Regions from separate parts of the Zea mays genome. Here region 1 is linked to region 2. A link is a contact called in public Hi-C data. All regions are on one chromosome and are shown on one strand. The core of a region is the stretch at or near the end of the contact, and the rest is flanking DNA. Distances in the headings are between cores, read along the strand shown. Region 1 holds the start of LOC100382641. Region 2 holds the start of LOC100194375.

Region 1 (4,584 bases), core at 1,906-4,405, 570 kb after region 2:
CTCCAGAAACCCGAAGGTGAAGAGTTCAGCCTGTACAATCCCTGGTGCACCGGACACTGTCCGGTGGCACACCGGACAGTCCGGTGCGCCAGACCAGGGTTCTCTTCAGTTTCTTTTGCTCCTTTCTTTTGAACCCAAACTTGCATCTTTTTATTGGTTTGTGTTAAACCTTTGGTACTTGTAGAATACATAATCTAGAGCAAACTAGTTAGTCCAATTATTTGTGTTGGGCATTTCAACCACCAAAATCATATAGGAAAAGGTTTGACCCTATTTCCCTTTCAATTAATATGCTTCCTTACTCTAAATTATTGATATTCAAAAATTGTGAATCAAAATTTGACGAGTCATTTGATATTGGGTGTTTTGACATAGGACTTGTGCTTAGTTTGATGTTTGAATTAGATGTGGTTAAGCTAGAAAAGTGTGATAATTGTGCTTAGTCATATGTTGATAACTAGTGTTTCCTTATAAAATGGTACAACGTCTCGCCACTAGCTGTTTAATTCGCTATCGTGTAACATTATTTAGGCTTGTGATATTCCTGCATTTACTTTCATGCCTCATTTGTTACCTTCTGAATTTTGATGCCTTCATCGAGGTTGTTTCACTGTTTGGCATGTACGCTTATATAATGCAATATCATGTACCTAGATTGTTTTGATTGAAATTTAGACATTTGTATTCTAGGAGTTTTTCCTCCTTGCAAACGAATGAGACATGAAAGTAAGATATTTGATGTGAACTTTAACTGAAAGTGACATTTTGTCTCTTTGTTTCTATGCAAACGAATGGTCTTAGTTTTCTGCTTGTGGTTTTTGGTAGGTTAATAAGAATGGTGTCTGACAGTTTACTGTCATGTATCACATTTTAGACACAATGCAAAGTTTTCATCACTAAGCTGACTGAATATCCCGAGTCGTCCTACATACCGGCACATAATAAATGAAGCGATTTCTAGATTCCTCTCGTTTCAAACTTAGCTAAACATTTAGTTCTTGATGGAGTTGTGGAGGCATATATATTTGTTAGTTAGTTGGTTCTGATTCTCTTCTAAATTCTTTAACTAACTGCATCATGTTTACAAAAAATAATTAGACCCCGATTCACAATAAAATAGCCAACAAACCTACTTACTATATTGTTTGACATCCTAATTGTGGTGACATAGGATTAGACCAAATCCACAAGTCCGGGGGGTAGAACGCTATAGTCTATAAACTGAACAATTGATTTTTTTTAAGTTTGTGGTTGTTTGTTATAAACTAAGATGTTTTCAACAATGCTCTTTCTTTTACCAATGTAATCGCTACTGTTTTTTTGCATGAAAGGGAATATGCTTTGAGATCTTTCAAGAGTGGGCAAACTACTATTTTTGGTCATTCCTCTGAACTCGTGGAGATGCACCGGTGGACACTGGAGATTGTGGTGTAGGCCATGACACGCGTGCATGGACGCCGGCGTCGGCGCATGTCTTCACGTCTTAGTCATTCTGAGCCAGACGATCATTGCCATTTGTGATGTGCAGGAGAGATGCATTATGGTGTCTCGCTATATAATTGGTATGGATAGAGTATGTTTTTGCTATGTCTGTATTTGTATATCATATGTGTTCTGAATGTTGTATGATACTAGATAATAAAGGGGTGATGCTCCTTCAATAGGAATCTTTTCTCTAAACAATAAATGTTCTCAATAGGAATCTTTCTTTATTTCGATCTTGTATTATCAGCTTAGGATTTGTCTATTTCGATTAATAGTAACATTAAGCCAAATTTTGGTTGTTCGAAATGGCAGACTTTGACATTTGTTATGATTGTTGAGTTGATTTTTGATAGCATCATTAAACAATGACATATGCATACAAGTGTCTTCCGTTGCAACCCATAGGCATATACCTAGTATACAATTAGGTCTCATGTGTAAACGTGCAAGCGAGCATTCAGATCCATTGGATCATAATCTAACCGTACATATAATTATGGTTTGTTAGGGGTTTTATTATAAATCTACGCAAGCCCATGGTGAAAGAATTTAAGTGTTAAACTAGCCAACGATTTTTATATATCATATAAATAGGTATTAAGATATTTATTCAAATATAATTATTGTTTATTTCTAAACACTAAGGTACGTGTGGTTTAATGGTTAGCCCCAAATTTCCGGATCTAGGGTGTGGGTTTGAGTGCTCGCTCTGCACTTTTTTGTGTGGTGTGGTAGCTGCGTGGGTGGGGTCGGGTGCTGAGCAGGCGCAGTAGATGGCTATATGGGCGTTGGGATCCATAGGGCAATAGCTAAGAGAAGGGCGGGAGAACCAGTTAGAGAGTGTGGGATGGGCCTAGAGTGCCAGCGTGTCCACAGGGTAGTAGTTGAGAGAGGGACGGGAGAAACAATCGGGGCGCGTGGAGTGGGCACAGAGTGTCAGCGTGGAGGGTGAAACGGTAGCACCAGGTGTCCACCTTAGATTCTTAATTGACTAGTATAGATAAATAAGTATTGAGATATTTATTCAAATATAAGTATTGATTATTTATAAACATTAAGGTATGCGTGATTGCGTGGTTACCCTCAAATGTTTAGAGAAGGGAGCGTAGGTTCGAGTGCTCATTTTGCATTATTACATTTATAATTCGAGTGCTCATTTCACATTTATAAATTAATATGATATTTCATATTTATAAAATTAATGTGATATATATGTTTGAATCATGATACAACGGATTATGAGTCTCGCTTGCATGTTGTACATCAAGATCTGATTGCACAATAGTTGTTGTGATTGGACACCATGAATATTTAGTTTAAGTTATTTTTTTTTCAATAACGATAGAAATAAAAATTAGAAACATTTATAAACGTAATATTCAGTTATTCAAACTTTTTCATGTTAGTAACTTTTTTATATAGTTTGGTTAAATCGTTTGATCTTTTGAAAATGGAGAATTGTTGTTGCTTTTTTATGGAAGGGGTATTTCTTATCACTCATAATTTTCTCTCTCTGTAACTGTAACTTTAACATGGCCGTTCCATACGCTCGGCTCCATGCACTCCCCGCCACCCAGGCCCACATCCAATCGATCTGGTCCCACTGCGCAGTACTTATAAAACCTTTCTCCTCTGAAGCTGCTCTTCTGGCCTTCTTTTCCCGGCCGAGAGGCGAGAGCCCAAACCCGCGCAGACGCGCAGTCAAGATTTCTCGTCGTCGTCGGCAATCGGCAACGGCAAGACAAGAACTCGAACCCCTTCGCCGCTTCCCCTCTCTTCCTGTTGCTCCCCGCCGCGCCGTCGTACGATCTCCTGAGCCGCCGGGCGCTCACGTCGACTACCTTTGCGCCCGCCACCGTGCACCGCTGCCTCCAGAGCGTCTCAGGTTTGGCCTCAAGCCCCGCTCCGCCCGTGCAGAAATTTTGTGTTTCTTGGTTCTTCATTTCTTGGATGGTGACTCCAGCGTTCTTGTTCCTCACTTCCTTGCTTTGGGGTTTCATCGAATTGGCTCGCGGAGTATGGCAGGCATTTTGTTCTTGGTCTCCCAAATCCCAATGGCGGAGCGCTAGGGTTCTCGCACTGTTTATTTGGGCATTCTTTCTTGGTCAATGTTGTTTGGACTCCACGGACCGGATAGATATATATTGTGGGTTCTTGGTTCATTTCTGAAAAAAACAAAAGGTTCGGCTTTTCTTGCTTTTAGTGTTGAATCGCTCGATGACAACAAATGTGATTCTCTTTTCCTCAGATAGATCAGTATTTGTTAGCCCTTTGTGCCAATGTCAATCCATCCTAGACAAAGGCGTGAGTTCTTCGCGCCTCTCCCAAAAGGCATTTATCTGGTCAACATTCGTTTCCCCTGCTCGGTTTGAAGTTTTGAACACCAAGCGGATGTCTCGTAGTTCATTCGTAAATAAGCACAATGGTCAATGGATTATGTTGATTTTTTTATCCTTCTTAGTCAACTCCTCACTTTGGTTAGGATTCGGATCTTTTGAGTTCGTGTTAAGCCTCGACTATGAAACATAAATAGTTCTTCCACTTTCGGCTTGCTCAGTCAAGATGGAAGTTTTGACATTAATTGGACTGAACTCTCCGAGGTCAGTGCTGTTGGTTGTTATTGCAACATTCCTTAGTTATTGCTTATTAGGTAAATTCATAGTGTTGGCCAGGTTCACCAGGTAGCTGCTTGCATCAAAATTTCGTTTTACTGTTAGATAAAGGTCTGGTCAATTCTTGGTCGTTGTCAAGTATGTCTGTTACCGAATTTTGGCAATGCTGATTATTCACTATGCAAAAAATTGGCACCTCTGAACTCTGATGTTTCCGGCTTCATGGAATTTCCAGCATAGAACTCAGATACAGCCAATTTTAAGTTTTTTATTATTTTACAAGAATTGTCAAGAACTTTTTTTGTTGCCGGAAAGTTTGGGTAAGATACCATTATTATCTTACTATTGCAGCTGCCAAATCTTCAGTGACATATTTGTTACTACCTGCTAGACTCCAAGAAAGGGTTGGTTCTTTCAGTGTGGTTTCCAATGGAGAAAAAGGGGCCTCAGGCCCTCACAGCAACTGAGCTGAATGCTGCCGTGTACA
Region 2 (4,184 bases), core at 1,505-4,004:
GATCCCAAACAATACATTTAATAAAGTTTATTCTTAGATGAATATATGCATAATTTGATGGGTTACCTATTTAGATAACCTTTCCATCCTTACTCCTTGTTTAACCTAGGATTATGATCTAATCAAGTAGCTATGATATTGCTACAACTTAACTTTATGCAGTTACTTCCGCTTATGATATTAATGTTCCAAAATGGTAAGTTTTCATTATTGTTGTTAACCCGATGGTTAAACATGATTATTGCATATTAATTGGAACATGGAGTGACCACCCGGGAAAACAGTGCTACCATGAGAACTATCATGACTCTGGTCTTGGCTAAATAACTAGGGAAGTCTTATGTTGGGTGCTGGTCGTGGTCGACCGGAACAGGGGCATCTGGCAAGCGCTTATAGTTTCGGCTCAGGCAGATTGGATACGGGCATAGTTCCCAAAGCTTTACCCTGTAGTCTGGACTATAAGTTGGTTACGGTAGGTGTGCCTTATGCAGTTTGACCATTTCCAGCATTTGCGTAATGAGGACTCTAGGGAGAAGCCTCGTAGTGAGACACTGGCCATTCACCTCGGAAGTGAATACGAGTCTAGCTAACCCGCGCTAGAAGGGAATCGCGACTCATGGGTAAAGATGCGCCACCTCTGCAGAGTGTAAAACTGATATATCAGCCGTGCTCATGGTTATGAGCAGCCTGGACTCCTCACATGATAATTGAACTTGAAGATGGAAATAAATCGAGATCCTATGATCTGCCAATGGTTTTGCTTAAGTGGTTTCACTTAAGTGTTTTTGATATACTCTTATACCTTTGCTTAATGGGAATACTTGGGATTCACACTTATTATTAAGATAGGTGTTGTTAATAAAATGTTGACCAACTAAAATGCTTACTGCTCAACCTCAGTCTCACCTTGTTACCTTGCATTAGTTTTCCCCCACTTGCTAAGCCCCGACCATAAGTGAGCTCACCCTTGCTTAATTTTGATCAGAAGTTGTAGATGAAGATATGATGCTGAACTCCATGGATGCTAGTCTAGTGATACCCCCGCTCATCTTCCTGTGGATGGATGTCCATGTTCGTTGTACTTTGATGAATAAAGGTTAAGACATTATGTCTGTTTGAAGTGTAATATGTTAATATAATCGTTATTTACGCTCTTATGCATTGTTATTTTGATATATTACACTTGTGACGTCAACATATGTGTGGAAATAGATCCTGGCACACATATGCTATGCACCCGGCTCTGCCCTCGGAAATGGGTGTGACAATATGTTATATAAATATATGTGGCATATAATTTAGTTTGAAAAATAAAAAACAAAACCAAAAAATTCAACATTATCATATAGTAGTTAGAGGGAACTGGACAAAACGAATGGATAAAGTTTTGGCTCTAATCTTAGATATTTCTATTATGCTATTTAATCCTTTTCATGATTTTTGTATCTTTGCAATGATGATACTACAAGGAGAACATAGTATCCATCATGAGTTGGATCCAATTCAATTAGCTTATTACCAACAGTAACACTCAAGTCTACAAGGCCATGTCTCTTGCAAGCTGACAGTATTGTACCCCAGAAAACTAGGTCAGGTGGGGTGCTCATCCCTTCGATCAATTCAACAGCAACCTGAACAAGACCAGCATGACTTAGAAGATCAACCTTGCATCCGTAATTCTCCATCTCTGACTCAATGCCATATTTCTCTGCCATCAGCTTGAAATATCGTCGCCCTTCATCAACAAGGCTAGTACGGCGCTGGCATTCAGCACCTCACAAATGTGATGCTTGTCAGGCAGAACCCCTCATTGACAAACTTCTCAAAGAGCTGGACTGCGACATGCCCCAATCCATGGGTAGCAAGACCGCAGATCATGGAGTTCCAAGCAAACACATCCCTCATGGACATGGCATCAAGAACTTCATCCGCCGCTGCCACACCTCCACACTTACAAATTAGAATACACATCAATCCGTACAACACACCTAACTTCGCATTCACTCTTAATTGCAGCCAGCACGACTACATGCTTTCTCATTACTAATCCATAGAGGAAAGGAGTGCTTTCAAGTAAAGACTGATATATTTTGCTATACAGACTTTATATCAGTTTATCGTTCCGTATTTATGTTTTATACTATTTTTAACTTATATAGAAACACATTGACACATACCTAGTACATATATACAAACTTAGCAAATAATCTATTTGTAGAGTGAAGTTTAAAATAAAGAATATGAAAGGGGATAAATATAAGATTGGAGGCAGGTTTAGGTCCCGTTTGGTTCCATTAGTCTTAGGACTAAAGTTTAATCCAGAGACTAAACTTTAGTACCTACTCTGTTTGGTTGTAGGGACTAAATAAATTCTAAATACATTAAATACAACACATAGAAACCAAAATACATCTTTTCTTGTTTCACACCATTTTTTAGGCAAAAGCAATTGGAGTAAATGTTTCCATTTAGTCCCTTTTAGCATCTATGTGACGGACTAGAGACTAAAATCAGTTAGTCTCTATTTTAGTCCTTTCGTTTGATAAAATAGAGACTAAACGAAACTAAAAACCAAGAATTAAAGATTAATCCCTCTAACAAACAGGGCCTTACAACGTAGCCCCAATGGCGCCAATGGCCAAGTTCGTTGCATCGTAGGAAAGCCCGGTCCGACGGTAAGGAAAAGGCCCAGTTTGGCAATTGGAGCCCTAAAGCCTGCAGAGTCCCCCCCTCTCCCAGTCCGGTACTCCCCAAGTCCCCATCGGGCATCGGCGCTGCCACGCCACGGCCGACGCTTGAGACGCTCCCCGCCGCCTGCCAGGCCGCCACCGCGCGTGACTTCGCCTCATCCTCTCCGGAGATGGACTTCCAGGTCGTCGTCCTCGCCGGAGGCACCTCCGAGAAACTCTCGCCCCTCGTTTCCAAGGTGGTACCCCCCCCCCCCCCCCCCCCCCAAATCTCACCTCACCCCTTGCTTGTCCCGCGTCTTAACATGTAGTCCTGTACCTAAGCTTCCTCCTCGTCGCTGCGCAGGACGTTCCCAAGGCGTTGCTCCCGGTCGCCAATCGCCCCGTACTCTCTTACGCGCTGGACCTCCTTGAGGCCAGCGACCTCAAGGACCTCATCGTGGTGAGCTCATCGCTCTTCTGCTTCTCTTCCTCCTATCAGGGCTGTGGCCCCAACTTCCCAAGGCACGAGCAGGATATTGTTTAGCTGATGCGGTGTGATGCAGGTGGTTGAGGGGCAGGAGGCAGCGCAGCTTGTCGACGCTTGGGTATCCAGTGCGTACCTGGATCGGCTTCGAGTGGAGGTGAGTTTGGTTCTGACTGTTACTTGGAAAATTGCCTTTGTGTTAGTGCTAAGAGTGATATGAAATTGGAGCTGAGAAGATCGTACAAGCATATACCTTTGTTTTAAGGATGCATGCAGATAAATTAGTTGGATGACAGAACCAAACAAACCTTTAGAAGTAGATATTAGGTGAATGTTTTAGTTCTTAGATTAGATTCTCGTTCATGTGGATTTTGAGTTAGTTTGACTAGGCAATTAGACATCCATCTACTAGCATTGTTATTGGGACTTCATGATTTTTTGTGGAAAAAATTCTCGTGTCGAGTGGATTTTCATTTAAACAAACTGATCTTGAAGAGTGGATATGCTATCATACCTGATACCTGTTTGTCTGAGTTGTTGAGGTGCTGATATTACGACTATTGAAGGCTAATCAGTGTTTGAGAGGCTGCCACTTAGGTGTTGCTTGGCCTCCCCTACTGACCTTTTTGAGCGTGCTCCTATACTTTTTTCTTGCTACAACTTCCTTTCATGCTAGTTAGCCACCTAAGTGGAGATGAGGCACTAGGCAGCAGCCAATCACTCACCGAGTTTTGAATCGAATGCCTTCTATGACACATATGCTAATTTATTTATGATTTATGAATGTAGCATAACATAAACAAATCCTTTAGTTCTAAATAAAAATTTGATTTCAAGTATGTTCCCTCTATAGCTCAGTACCATTTCATGGTTGTAAATTGTTATTGAAACAAGAGTATATTCTAACTGTGATCTCCCATTTTTGCTCTTTATTGTGTTTAAAGTTGGAGTTAAGCTGGCTACTAGTTTGATTTTTACATGATTTATATTATTTTTACCAATGTTTGAATGTACCAAAACAATATACCCAA

Evidence for each region. A called contact is a pair of places that touch in the nucleus more often than the background predicts.
Region 1: a Hi-C map of ear shows a contact between it and region 2, with 4 times the contacts expected there. The contact joins the promoter of LOC100382641 here to the promoter of LOC100194375 in region 2. A contact is called at or near these places in 5 of 25 Hi-C or Micro-C datasets (bundle sheath, ear, endosperm and 2 more).

Annotation. Positions count from the first base shown.
Region 1 is chr1:262,288,273-262,292,856 of Zm-B73-REFERENCE-NAM-5.0, forward strand. LOC100382641 reads left to right here and starts at 3,156. Exons shown (of 4, transcript NM_001175365.1): 1 at 3,156-3,370; 2 at 4,449-4,584. The coding sequence starts at 4,527.
Region 2 is chr1:261,717,997-261,722,180 of Zm-B73-REFERENCE-NAM-5.0, forward strand. It overlaps LOC100194375, which reads left to right and starts at 2,755. Exons shown (of 13, transcript NM_001139410.1): 1 at 2,755-2,926; 2 at 3,034-3,129; 3 at 3,233-3,310. The coding sequence starts at 2,861.